2 separate regions of the Mus musculus genome follow, and region 1 is linked to region 2. A link is a contact called in public Hi-C data. All regions are on one chromosome and are shown on one strand. The core of a region is the stretch at or near the end of the contact, and the rest is flanking DNA. Distances in the headings are between cores, read along the strand shown. Region 1 has its middle 13 kb from the start of Dcaf4. Region 2 overlaps Dpf3 (D4, zinc and double PHD fingers, family 3).

Region 1 (6,097 bases), core at 2,701-5,200, 180 kb before region 2:
TTCCAGGGTTAAGGCAGAGAGATTCTAGGGTAGTTATTCTGAGGAGGCTCCCACTGGCAAAAATTGGGAATATCTGAACATGGAGGTAGAGTGATCGTGATGAATGTTCACTCGCTATTAGCGGGGAACACCGTGTCTATGCAGTAAACCATGCAGGGTGAGCAAATAAAGGGAGAGAGGAGAGAACTGTTCCCTACAGCACAGTGCCAATGGACAAATGGAGACAAGACATTCAAATTACAATAAAGCCAAAGAAATGTGACTGCGGGCTGGTGAGATGGCTCAGCGGTTAAGAGCACCAGCTGCTCTTCTGAAGGTCCTGAGTTCAAATCCTAGCAACCACATGGTAGCTAACAACCATCCATAATGAGATCTGAAGCCCTCTTCTGGTGTGTCTGAAGCCCTCTTCTGGTGTGTCTGAAGACAGCTACAGTGTATTTACATATAACAATAAATAAATCTTAAAAAAAAAACAAAAAAACAAAAAACAGGGGCTGGTGAGATAGCTCAGTGGTTAAGAGCGCTGACTGCTTTTCCCAAGGTCCCGAGTTCAAATCCCAGCAACCACATGGTGGCTCACAACCATCCGTAACGAAATCTGATGCCCTCTTCTGGAGTATCTGAGGACAGCAGCAGTGTACTTACATATAATAAATAAATAAGTATTTAAAAAAACAAAAACAAAAGAAATGTGACTGTGTGCTGAAACTAAGGGTTGCAGAACGTGTGCACGCAGCGCACTACAAGGTAAGGTTGTGTCTTACTTTATTCTCAGTTATTTGTTTATTTATTTTACATAGAGTCTTTCTGTGTAATCCTGGCTATCCCAGCCCAGAACTCACTATGTAGACCAGGCTGCCCTCAAACTTGCAGAGATCCTCCTGCCTCTGCGGGAGTGCGGATAAGCAAGGAAGCACTTATGGAGTGGGGTTCAGTGCCATCATCTGTCACACACATTGCACTGCAGGGGCCCAGATGCAGAGTAGTGCAAACTAACTGTGTGAAACGTTGCTTTTCAGCCATTAAATTGACAAAACATACATAAGTGCTATCACACTTGTTGCCCTCGAGGGAGGGCAGATGGACAGTGTGCTCTCAGCCACCTTGGTGGGCCCTAGAGCAGTCTGACCTATTTTGGAAGGCAGTCAGGCAACATTTATTCCCTTTATCCTCGAGTCCCACTCCTCGGAACCTACTCCTTAAACCATACAGTGCTTATTGATAAGGCCTCATGTGCAAGTGGGTTTATTACAGCACTGTTTGTGGCTGCCAAGAAATGGAAGCATGGTGAATGGTCATTAATCAGAGAACAGCTGGAAAATTAAAATATATTACTCTATAGAATAGTATATGTCCGTGTGTGTGTGTGTGTGTGTGTGTGTGTGTATAAATATGCATTATAAGTTACTAATATTGTAGAAGGAGAGGGAGAGAGAACAGTTGCCCATAATAAAAGTATGAAGTATTATAGGACCCCACTCATGAAAGCTGTGGAAATGTCTGTGCATGTATGTAATAAATTTTTATTTGTTAAGATGTTGAGATTTGGGCTGGGCAGTGGTGGCACACGCCTTTAATCCCAGCACTTGGGAGGCAGAGGCAAACGGATTTCTGAGTTTGAGGCCAGCCTGGTCTACAGAGTGAGTTCCAGGACAGTCAGGGCTACACAGAGAAACCCTGTCTCGAAAAAAACCAAAAAAAAAAAAAAAAAAAAAAGATGTTGAGATTTAGCAAGTGAAGTGACTCAGTGGGTAAAGGTGCTTGCCACCAAGTCTGAGGACCTGAATTCCATTCCTAGACCCCCACATGGTGGAGAACCAACTCTTTGTTGTTGTTGTTGTTGTTATTGTTGTTTTGAGATTCTCTCTCTCTCTCTCTCTCTCTCTCTCTCTCTCTCTGTGTGTGTGTGTGTGTGTGTGTATGTGTGTGTGTGTGTGTGTGTGTGTGTGTGTGTGTGTGTAGCCCTGGCTGTCTTGGGACTCACTTTGTAGATGAGACTGTCCTCAAACTCAAAGATCTACCTGCCTCTGCCTCCCTAGTGCTGGGATTAAAAGTGTGCACTACCACCCAGTGAAAACCAGCCCTTAAGTCTTGTCCTCTGATCTTCATATTGGGACTTTGAACATGGATGTTCCCTCACCCAGAAATAAATAAATAAATAAATAAATAAATAAGCAAGCAAAGATGTTGGTCAGGAATAATGGTGAGTGCCTTTCCTTCACTCAGGAGTCAGAGGCAGCTGAGTCTTTGTTTTTTGTTTTGTTTTGTTTTGGAGACAGGGTTTCTCTGTGGAGTACTGGCTGTCCTGGAACTCACTCTGTAGACCAGGCTGGCCTCCTGCTGGGATTAAAGGCGTGGGCCACCACCACGAGTCTTTATGAGTTTGAGGCCAGCCTGATCTAGATGTGGAGATCCAGGTCAGCCAAGGCTACATAGTAAGACCTTATCTCCAAACAAAAGTGAACAAAACAAAGTAAAACAAAAGGTGCTGAGCTTCCGGGGACTTTTATTTCTTCTCTCCTTGTATCTTTATGTGTCTTTCCAGTTCTTTATAATGGGCATGTATTATTTTTATGGCCAAGGAGAGGAAGAAGTTCTTCGTACTTCAAAAGTAAAATAACAAAACCAAATAAACCTGAAACTCGAAGTCCTAACGTGACTGCGCAGCACATACGTTCTTGTTTATAGTTGTCTGGAGGGGACTCAGCTTGAGAAACGGGTGGAAACGGACGAGCAGAGGGAACCCTGATGGCTCCGAAGTATTACCTTCATTGCCGATGATGGGGCTGCTGGGACAGTGTTTAAAGCCACAGTTGTGTTTGCTATTGCACATCTTTCTGACGGCTTTCCCGCGTCAGCAGAATCGTTGGCTGCTTTCGGCAAACTTCAGGAAACTTTTAGTAGGATCTTGAGATCTTGGCACAGCGCTTTCTTCCATGTGTACTAGGTACCGAAATAACCTGGTTAAATTCTCCACTGTTCCCGGAAGAGGAAAAAGGCAGAGAAACGGAAGCCAGGCCTGGAGGGGGCAGGAAACGTGTGTGTGTGTGGGGGTGGGGGGGGCGCGACGGGGCTGGGAGTGGGGTGGGATGGGGAAGGCAGGGAGGCCTCTGTGACAGTGGGGCACACTGTACCACCTGTTGATTTGAAGTTTTCCTAGACAGGGTTTCTCTGTGTAGCCCTGGCTGTCCTGGAATTCACTCTGTAAACCAAGCTGGCCTCGAACTCAGAAATCCGCCTGCCTCTGCCTCCTGAGTGCTGGGATTAAAGGTGTGCACCACTACTGCCTGGTGGTTTAGCGGTTTGTGAAAGAAACCTCCTTGCTTTGTAGGCAGTTAATGACAATAGCATTGTGTGATGTCACAAACCCATTGTTGCCAGTTTTTTTCTTTTTTTTGTTTTTGTTTTTTTTTTTTTGTTTGTTTTTGTTTTTTTGAGACAAGGTTTCTCTGTATAGCCCTGGCTGTCCTGGAACTCACTTTGTAGACCAGGCTGGCCTCGAACTCAGAAATCCGCCTGCCTCTGCCTCCCAAGTGCTGGGATTAAAGGCGTGCGCTACCACGCCCAGTCTGTTGCCAGTTTTTGACTCGAGTGTAAACATTCATTTGTATACTTTGAACCTGAAAGTCGGGTGTTTGGAGTGCCTCTTAGAGACTGGGCGACAGTCTCCTTTTCAGTTGAGGCTACTCCTTAGAGTGCCTCATGAGTTACTGTCCTGTGTTAAAAACAGGATGCCCGTGGCAGTTTGTAGGACGAAGAGATTCTTGGCCTGTGGCTGCACAGGGATAAGAGTTCATCCTGGCAGCGTAAGCACGGCAGCGGGCAGGAGGAGATGCTCAGGGCTCACATCTTCTATCACAAGCACGAAGCAGAGGGGTGGCCAACAGGGAGCCGGGTGAGGCCTCATACTTCCTCCAGTAAGGCCATACCTCCCTACCCTCTCTAAGAGGCGCCACCAACTGGGGACCAAGTGTTCACATACAGAAGCCTGTTGGGGCCAGTCCCATTCAAACCACCCTAGGTGAGGTCGCTTTAAATCATTAATCATTTGCAAACAGAGATGCTGCAAAACGAGGCTTCTTCTTTGCTGTTGAGAGTTGCTTCCAAAGGCTCACAAGGACAAAAGGCTTTCAAACGGTGGACTTGGGAGATCCTAGGAAAGTGGGACTCTTATTGCTGTGTGTCTTTTCTCATCTTGCATGGGAAATGCCACCGAACTTTTTTTTTTTTTTTGAAATGGCCTTTAATGCATTGATGTAGTTTAAGACGTACAATATACTTCTCTTGAGACTGTGGACTCGAGGGCACTAGACTCTATTTGAGGGTAAAATTGAATCATTACAGATAGTCAACTTATGAAGAGGTTTGGCGGGCAAGTTAATAGATTGTGAACTTTTTTTTATATTTCTTTTTTAAACAACTGTGTTTCAACAATAAAGTCAGGCATGACTGTTGTCAGGGGATGTGAGCTCAGACATTGGGGCAGCTCATAGATTTCATACTGGATGTCTGTCTTTTCTTTCTTCTTCTTTCTGCCTCCTTGTTCTTTGTTTTTGTTTCTTCTCTTTTTTTAGATCAAAGGTCAGGCCTGAGAGATAGCTCTGAACATCTCAATCGTTTATCCCCATAGCACGATACTGTGACAGGGCCTCTTGCGTTGTTGCTGTTGTTTGTTGTTTCCTTTTTTAAGCATGCATGTCTGTTTTTTGTTTTTTTAAATATTTATTTATTTATTGTATGTAAGTACACTGTAGCTGTCTTCAGACACTCCAGAAGAGGGCATCAGATCTTGTTATGGATGGTTGTGAGCCACCATGTGGTTGCTGGGATTTGAACTCAGGACCTTTGGAAGAGCAGTCCGTGCTCTTATCCACTGAGCCATCTCTCCAAGACATTGGACGGTTGGAGATTATTTAGATTGACTTTTGCTTTTGATTGTGGCTGTGCCCTGATATTTTCCCTCTCGAAGGAAGAAACTGTTTTAGTGGAGCCCACAGTTAAGAGACTTTTAATTGTAAAAAGACTTTGGATTTTAAAAGAGATGGCTATTTTAAAGAAATTGAAATTTTAAGAATATGTAAAGACTGTGGGACTTTTAAAGTTATTTAAACCAATGCCTGGCCGATAGGGTTTGCGCTTGCGCTTTTTGCTTTCCTCTGTCTCTTCTTTGCCAAGTTCTACATCAGGGCTGGCGGGGCCTTCTAGCTTAATTTCACATTCCATTTGCTCAACACCGCCTTCACCCTTGAGCAGATCGTCAGTGTCCAGGTCCCCATCCTTCTTGTCATCAGGGCCAAGGGCATCTGAGGGCTCAGAACCTCCAGCCCTGCCTCGCCTGGGAGGCCTAGCCGTCCTCGCCGCTGGCGCCGCTTGTGCAGTGGTGACATGGTCAGGTTACGCAGCACCGCCATGCCAGTTTCTGTCAGCCACACACCCTCGAAGCGAAAGAACTGGGGCTCTGGCTCTTTTACCTTCACAGGTACCAGCTCTGGTGGAGCGACGGGCACCACAGGCTTCACCACATAGGGCTGGCAGGAAACACAGTCAAAGCCCTCGTCGGCGGATATTTAAGTCCAAGGATCTAGCAGTTACTCAGTCTCACGCAGCAAGCAGGCAAAGGAGCAAGAGCAAGAGCTAGACTCCCTTCTTCCAATGTCCTTATATTGTCTCCAGCAGAAGGTGGAGCCCAGATTAAAGGTGTGTTCCACCACACCTTTAATCCCAGATGAAAGGCATAGCCCAGATTAAAGGTGTGTTCCTTAAACTCGGAGATTCAATCTTCTGGAATCCATAGCCACTATGGCTCAAGATCTTCAAACCAAGATCCAGATAAGGATCTCCAAGCCTCCAGATAAGGGTCACTGGTGAGCCTTCCAATTCCGGATTGTAGTTCATCTCCAGCCCCGCCTGTCTATTTTTGTCTGCATGTGTGTATGCACATTAGGAGATAAAGACGCTTGCCACTAAGCATGAAGACCTCAATTTGATCCCCAGAGCCCACATACTAGGAAGGAGAGAGCTGACTACTGAGAGTTGTCCTCTGGCCTTCACGCTAGCGTGCACAAGTGCGCGCGCGCACACACACACACACACACAC
Region 2 (6,465 bases), core at 96-2,595:
ACTTAGCTCATTTCCTTCCAGTGCTGAGCTCTGTTCCTTTGAGAGGAGAGCTTGCTGGAGGGAAAGGAACTCTTTCTATGGCAGCCCATGCCTGAGTGAAAGCTCTTGCCTCTCTCAGATGGGATGGGCTTTGATTGTTTTGTTCTACTTGGGAAGTCCTTCCCCAGACATTTGGGGCTTTCATCTCACCTTTGGGTGCCCTGACCACTGTGATTAATACTATTCCCTACTAGTATTCTTTGAATTTTAGGTTTTTTTTGTGATTGTTTATTCCCCTGGTGTAAATGTAACCATTTCCCGGGCCCCTTGACTCCCTTGCTCGCTAGAACAGCTTAAGCACACACACCCAGCTGGACACATAGTAGGTACACAATAAATGCCTGCTTGAAGAGACTGGGGGCCTTGTTTCTGACTACCCTCTCCCTATCTTCCATGCTCGGCCTTGTTACTTTAGTCCTAAGCACAGATCTATTTGTGCCAACTCCTTCCTAATATATCTTTTGTTTCCACTAAATAGATCCAGCCTGGTAGACATGGCCTCCTTCGGCCTCTCTTCTCTGCTTTAGGCTAGTGTTCATCCGCAGTCTCTTTCTCTTCCTCAGCTTTCTTCCTCTTGGCCTCTGGTCTGCTGGAGTGTGTATTCTTCCACGTACACTGAATGCATTTAGTGGTTAGGCCCGGCCCTAGCACCACCTTCCCCATTAAACCTTTCTTGGTCCCCGACAACTGGAGTGGCCTCTTTTTTAGCTCAGGTGTTTGAGCCACTTCTCGCTTTCTTTCTTGCATTGTGTGTTTAGCTAGTCATGCGTTAGCCTCTGTGCGTGGACCTGTAGCGTTGGGAGCAAGGTGCGTCGTCTCTGTATTACCCACGGCCCTGTTAGTGTTTTTACCTCATTCGTGTACATGGACAGGATCTGTGATTGATACAGAGTCAGTGCTCAGAAGCCTGGATACACGTGGACACAGCCGCTCTTCTGTAATCCTGGGAGCAAGTCTGAGTCACCTTCACATGGCCCAGGGCCAGGATCCATGCTGTCATTGTATCGCCATTATTGCATCAGCCCTGGTGTTGGCAGTGTGGCGGCCCGTGCACAGCATGCGACTGCGCTGTCCGTGCTGTAGGATGCTGAAACGAGACCGCAAGCCCCTTGAGTTTAAGTTCTTACTGACTTTCCATTGCAGGACTACATATATAAGAAGTTGGCTGTGTGCCTTTCCCTTAACTTTTAATGCATTAATTGGTGTGTGCTCTCGTCTGATAGGCACCCTGTTTTGAACATGGAGTGGTAGGTACTGAGGGCTGCTCTGCTTCTAGTGTGACGCCCAGTTAAAGCAAGTGAACACATAAGAGAGTTGGAGTTTTGGATTAATGAAAGCCAGCAGGAGGAAGCAGTGTTGAAGGAGGGGCTGAGCTTAGGCAAACGAATGTCCTAAGGGACGTGGGTTTAACCACAGTCCTGTGGGATGACAGGAGCCAGCGATGTGAGATCCCCAGAGTGACAGCTTTGAGACAGGTCAGTGCCCATCTTGTCCAGTGAGCAGATAGAAGGCCCTGTGGTCTGAGTACAGTACTGGGGGTGGGGAGGTGGGACAGGTGGGCAGGAGTCAGACCCTTCAGGCCTCTGGAGACCTAGTTGTTGTGGCTTTTTGGCCTTGTGTGAGATGGAAAGAAGCCAGTCAGAGGGTTTTGATCAGGGCAGTGAATTTAGATTTCATAAAGATTCCTCCCCTTCCTCCTCTGCGTGGGGGAGCAGACAGTGCAGGAGAGCAGGAGAGGATAAGTTAAGAGATCCCTCCCTCCCTCCCTCCCTCCCCGTCCTTTACTGTTGAAAACAAGCACAAATCATTGTTACCAGCTCACTAAAGGCTATTTAGAGTAACAGTAGGGAATGCTATTTTCAAGTGTGTTTATTCTTCAGATGTCTATGGACAGGGGCTGCCTGTGTGTAACAGGGTGGTAGGTAGCGAGGCTGTCGGTTCTGTTGGATGCCGCCTGTCCTTCACTCCTCCCTCCTAACTCTCCCCACTCAGGCTCCCGAGTCCTGGCTCAGGCTTTGTTTGTTAGGAGCTCCTATGCTCTCATGGAGTGAGTTGGGTAGAGAGGCTCTGGAATCAGGGCTGCATGGCAGGAAACGAAGACAATGGGCTGTGTATCTGAGGCCAGTGTTTTAGACTCAGGCTTCTAGAGTTACGCACTGATGGCAAGCGGGATGGAAACTCAAGGGAGAAATCAGCTTGCCAAGAGACTATAAGACTTAGGGGACCAGTCCAGCGGCGGTCACCTTTTTATTTTATTTTTTTATTAACCTTCCAGTCTAGAATTCATGTTGTGTGTAACAAATTCCTCATCATGAAATATGTCAGGGGCATCAGAACTGTACTGAGAAGCCAGAGGCAATGACCTTTAGATATCAGCACTTGGAACTTGCCATGATTAAGTGACTTCAAGCCCTGGAAAGTATGCAAGATACGATCAACAGCAGTAGCCACAGGGCTACCTCATATTCATTCTATGATTTTTTTTTTTTAACCCAAGGTGGTAGAGTGTCTGATTTGGCCTTGCCTGGCTTGACTAGTAACCCCATTTTAAGGTCAGGAAGCCAAGGAATGTGCTCTGGACCCTAGTCCACATCTCCTATTGATGGGCCAGAGGCCATGTTCAGCAGACAAGGACATTTCTCTTTGATGTTGAAGGTTGGCTGAGCTGTCTGTAAGTACTGTGTCTTAGTAAGGGCTACTAATTCTGTGATGAAACACCATGACCAAGGCTACTTATAGAAGAAAGCATTTAACTGGGGACATACTTACAGTTTAAGAGGGCTAGCCTATGATTATAATGATGAGGAACATGGTGGCAGGCAGGCAGGCAGGCAGATAGAGGAGTAGTGAGAGCTTACATCCTGATCACAAGCAGGGAGGAACTGGAGGCGTGCAGGAACTGGAGTCGTGCACTTTTGAAACCTCAAGACCCAACCCCAACGACACACTTCCTCCGACAAAGCTATCCCTCCTAAACCCCTTTTAAACAATCTAATGAATTGGGAACCAAATATATGAGCCCATGGGGGGAATGCTCGTGGCTTCCTCAAGACAAGCAGAGAAGATAGAGAAGTCACGGGGAATGTTTTGTGTCCTTTGGAAGGATCATGTGACCAGCAGCAACCTAGAAGATGTGTCTGGAGTGGGATGTTCTGGTAACTTCCTCTTGGGCTTCCCACTTTGAAGACAAAATTACAGAGGCATTGGTGTCTTGGAGACCATTTGAGCAGTAATGGTGACGTCAGACTGCGTGGGCAGTGCATACCACCTTCTAAGCCTTTTCATAGTTGGTGTGACTTCCTCACCACTAACCCAAGCTGCAGCCCTGTGTCACGTGATAATGCCGCCTCTCTAGCCTTGCCTTCATCATCTTTCCCCAAGCCACTGAGCGCTGGTCACACCACAGTCTTTCTCCCCATTGAATAAGCCACCGTCCGCTAACTGCTCCACCAGCTCTTGCTGACCTAGATCCTGCCTAAGCCCAGCCATTCACACACATAACCCTTTTCCTGGGAAGCTGGAAGCGTCTAAGTTGCTCTCATCCATCCTTTTTGCTCACGTCCCACATCTCCTCGTTCTTTTGTCCCAGCCTCAGGAAAGCCTCCCTTGACCTTCAGATCAGGTCAAGTTCCCTCGGAGCACCCTTTCACAGAACCTTGAACTGACCTCTCACAATCATTACAACAATGCCTGTTAAACGGTTATATGAGTTATTTCAACCATTTAGTACACTTTAAGGTCTACTTGAGGCCAGGACATTTGTTTGTAGCTTGGCTTAGTGCCTGCATGTAATCAGCACTGGACAAATAGAGAGCTGAAGAATTGCTAGTTTTTAATGGATAAGAAGAGGCATAAAACATTGTATCGCTCAGAGTTACATCAGTGAGCCCATGAAAGGCTTCTTCTACCATGCTGGTCCCTTAGCTCTCCTGGGCTCCAAGTCTATTTCTTCATGTAGTGTTCCCTGGTAGCAACTGGGTCTTCTATGGCCTTTTACTCTATCATAGACCTGGGGGCTCATCCCCTGCCTCTGTCCTTTCCTTCGTTACAGGGAATAAACCGCTCAGGTCTGCCTGAAGCATCTGTTGCAGTGCACTTGGGGAGTCTCGGCAGCACGGGAGGGCCGATGAGTGTGGAGCTGATAAGCTCACCAATCCGTCCTTGCTCTGGCCGTGGCTTTGCTGGGTGATTGTGAACAGACAAAACTGTTTGCGGCCTCAGTTTATGCACCTTTAAAATGGAAATTGACGCTTGTATTGCCATGTTCTGAGGGATATTAGAGAGGACTCATTTGAATTTATGAACTTAAAGCTTGATTAGTTCTGAAACTTAAAGTCATGTGCTGTGATGAAATAATTTTATTCTTCTGTCTATCTATCTATCTGTGTGTCCATCTATCTGTGTGTGTGTGCATGCTGGTGTGCGTACGTGCATGCATCTGTCTGTCTGTCTGCTTCTTTTTCTCACCCATAACCCTGGCTGGCCTTAGATTTACTATGTAACTGAGAGTGGCCTTGAACTCCTGCTCCTCCTATTCTGGGATTATGTGTGCCACTAACACCTTGCTGGACATTTATTTTTCTTAAAAATAACCTCACAGTGGATTATTATGGGCAGCATATTAAGGTTGTATTCCCGCCAGCTGAACAAGGAGTTCCTTGCTTTCGTCAAGCAAGGCAGAGCTCCACAGTGGCAGAGAAGGAGAGATGGCTTTTTATGTTCTGAGGTAGCTCTTTAGAAACAAAAGAACACACTGTATTAAAGACAGTAAGTTTTGAGTAAGTAACCTGGCCCCATGTAGGAAAGCATCCTTTTGCTCTTGCAAAAAGCCTCTGCTTTGGGGCTGGGGGTGGTGAAAGAGTTGAGAAAGGTCAGCATGTTAGGACAATTTGGCTAGAAGGGAACTGAGGGCTTGAAAGACTGCTGGTTCCACCGAGACTTCAAACTCTTAGGCAGCGGCTGCACCCTTGCTTTGCTGAAGAACAAAACCCCTAGAATATCCCCAACCTGCCCTTTGATGGTCCTCACGGTTGCCTTTCATCTCTCAACTCATGTATCGGACTCTCTTGTCATTTCAGAGGGTTTTGGAAAATGATGAAAACGTAGAAGAAGGGAATGAAGAGGAGGATTTGGAAGAAGATGTTCCCAAGCGCAAGAACAGGACCAGAGGACGGGTGAGTGGGGTGAGGTTACGAGGGAGGAGCTCATGTTGAGTCTAGTCCCCTCCGTACCTGGATAGACACACTTCATGGGCTCACTTGGAGACTGCTCTGAGGAAGAAGATGCTGGGGGTGGCCCTGGCCGGGCATGCCTGCAATGTCCAGTGCTGACAAGAGGAAGGCGAGGAAGCAGAGGGTGCTCTGAGAGGTTTGGTGTTGGGAGAGAGGAGGGCAAGGATAATTTTTCAAGACTCCATCATGAAAGTTCTTGCCTTGTCATTCCTGCTTTGGGCCATGCTTGGGTCATGCTTCTGTGGGCAGGCAGAGAGAGTGGAAGCCTGCTAGAAGCCGACAGGCTGTGACTGACAGTTCCCTCAAGGGATCTTGCATGAACTTTAGAGGCACGTGGCCCCTGAGATGAACTAGGAAGGGGTCAGAGGTGGGAAGAAAGAAAACACTGGCTGGTTCCTAAGGGGGAAGGGAGCTGACCAGGAACATGTTTTTGGACATTCTATTTGGTTCTCTAGGGTCTTCTTTTCAACAAAGTGTTCTGTGCTCACCCTCAGTGATAACTAGGTGGAGAGGGACCTCCAGGGGAGGACTATACCTCTTCACAGGGAAACCCACTTTTGAGGGCTTTTGAGGGTCTAGCGCCTATCAGCTCTAGGTAGGATGCTCTCCTTGCTGTGGGAGAGAGGTCGGTCCTGTGAGCCCCGTGGGTTTGGGCTGTGTTTGATTGTAAGCCTGTGTTTTGCACACAGTAGTACCACAGAGAGTAATTACTCAAATTAGATGCCCAGGACTTGTGCTCAGTTATTAGGCTTGGGACCACACCTTTACACGATATTATAAGCAACTTCCCAGGCAATTGCATGAACTCTGGTGCTGGCTACACTGTGATCCAAGATGCTCCTACTGTAGACAAGAGCCAGAGTTGTCAGTGTGGGTAGGGCAGCTGTCTGATGGTACGGGTTTATTGGGCTGCTACCATCTTTATCAGTGACCAACATTTCCACAGTTTTGTCTTGTGCACTCCTTTCTCCTACTTATTATTGGCTTATGTTTGTGTTTCCCCATTGGAGTATTTAAAAGTAGATTCTATACATTTTATTATATATTCCAGTGTATCTCTCTTAGGCATTTTTATATGCAGCACAAATATGCCTTGTTCTAATACCTACTACCCATGCCCACTGTATCCACTCTGTATTTGCTACCTTCCTGTTAATTATCTATTAGTTGTCATATCAGATAGACTGCTATACTT

The links. A called contact is a pair of places that touch in the nucleus more often than the background predicts.
Region 1: a Hi-C map of extraembryonic ectoderm shows a contact between it and region 2, with 2.6 times the contacts expected there. The contact joins two enhancer-like sites. A contact is called at or near these places in 1 of 15 datasets of contacts at CTCF or cohesin (pro-B cells), 26 of 484 Hi-C or Micro-C datasets (the G1E-ER4 cell line, Sertoli cells, adipose-derived mesenchymal stem cells and 13 more) and 3 of 115 datasets of contacts at active chromatin or transcription factors (embryonic forebrain and embryonic stem cells).

The regions. Positions count from the first base shown.
Region 1 is chr12:83,504,549-83,510,645 of GRCm38.p6, reverse strand. No RefSeq gene overlaps it. Among named protein-coding and RNA genes, the nearest start is that of Dcaf4, 13 kb to the left of the region's middle. Within about 2 kb of position 3,950, at least 7 of the 459 cell types and tissues checked have an H3K27ac peak or open chromatin away from gene starts, as enhancers often do. A contact at or near this core is called in differentiating embryonic stem cells and extraembryonic ectoderm, where this site is marked.
Region 2 is chr12:83,323,686-83,330,150 of GRCm38.p6, reverse strand. Dpf3 (D4, zinc and double PHD fingers, family 3) reads left to right here. Exons shown (of 11, transcript NM_001267625.1): 5 at 5,118-5,213. Among named protein-coding and RNA genes, the nearest start is that of Dpf3, 160 kb to the left of the region's middle. Within about 2 kb of position 1,345, at least 48 of the 459 cell types and tissues checked have an H3K27ac peak or open chromatin away from gene starts, as enhancers often do. A contact at or near this core is called in differentiating embryonic stem cells and extraembryonic ectoderm, where this site is marked.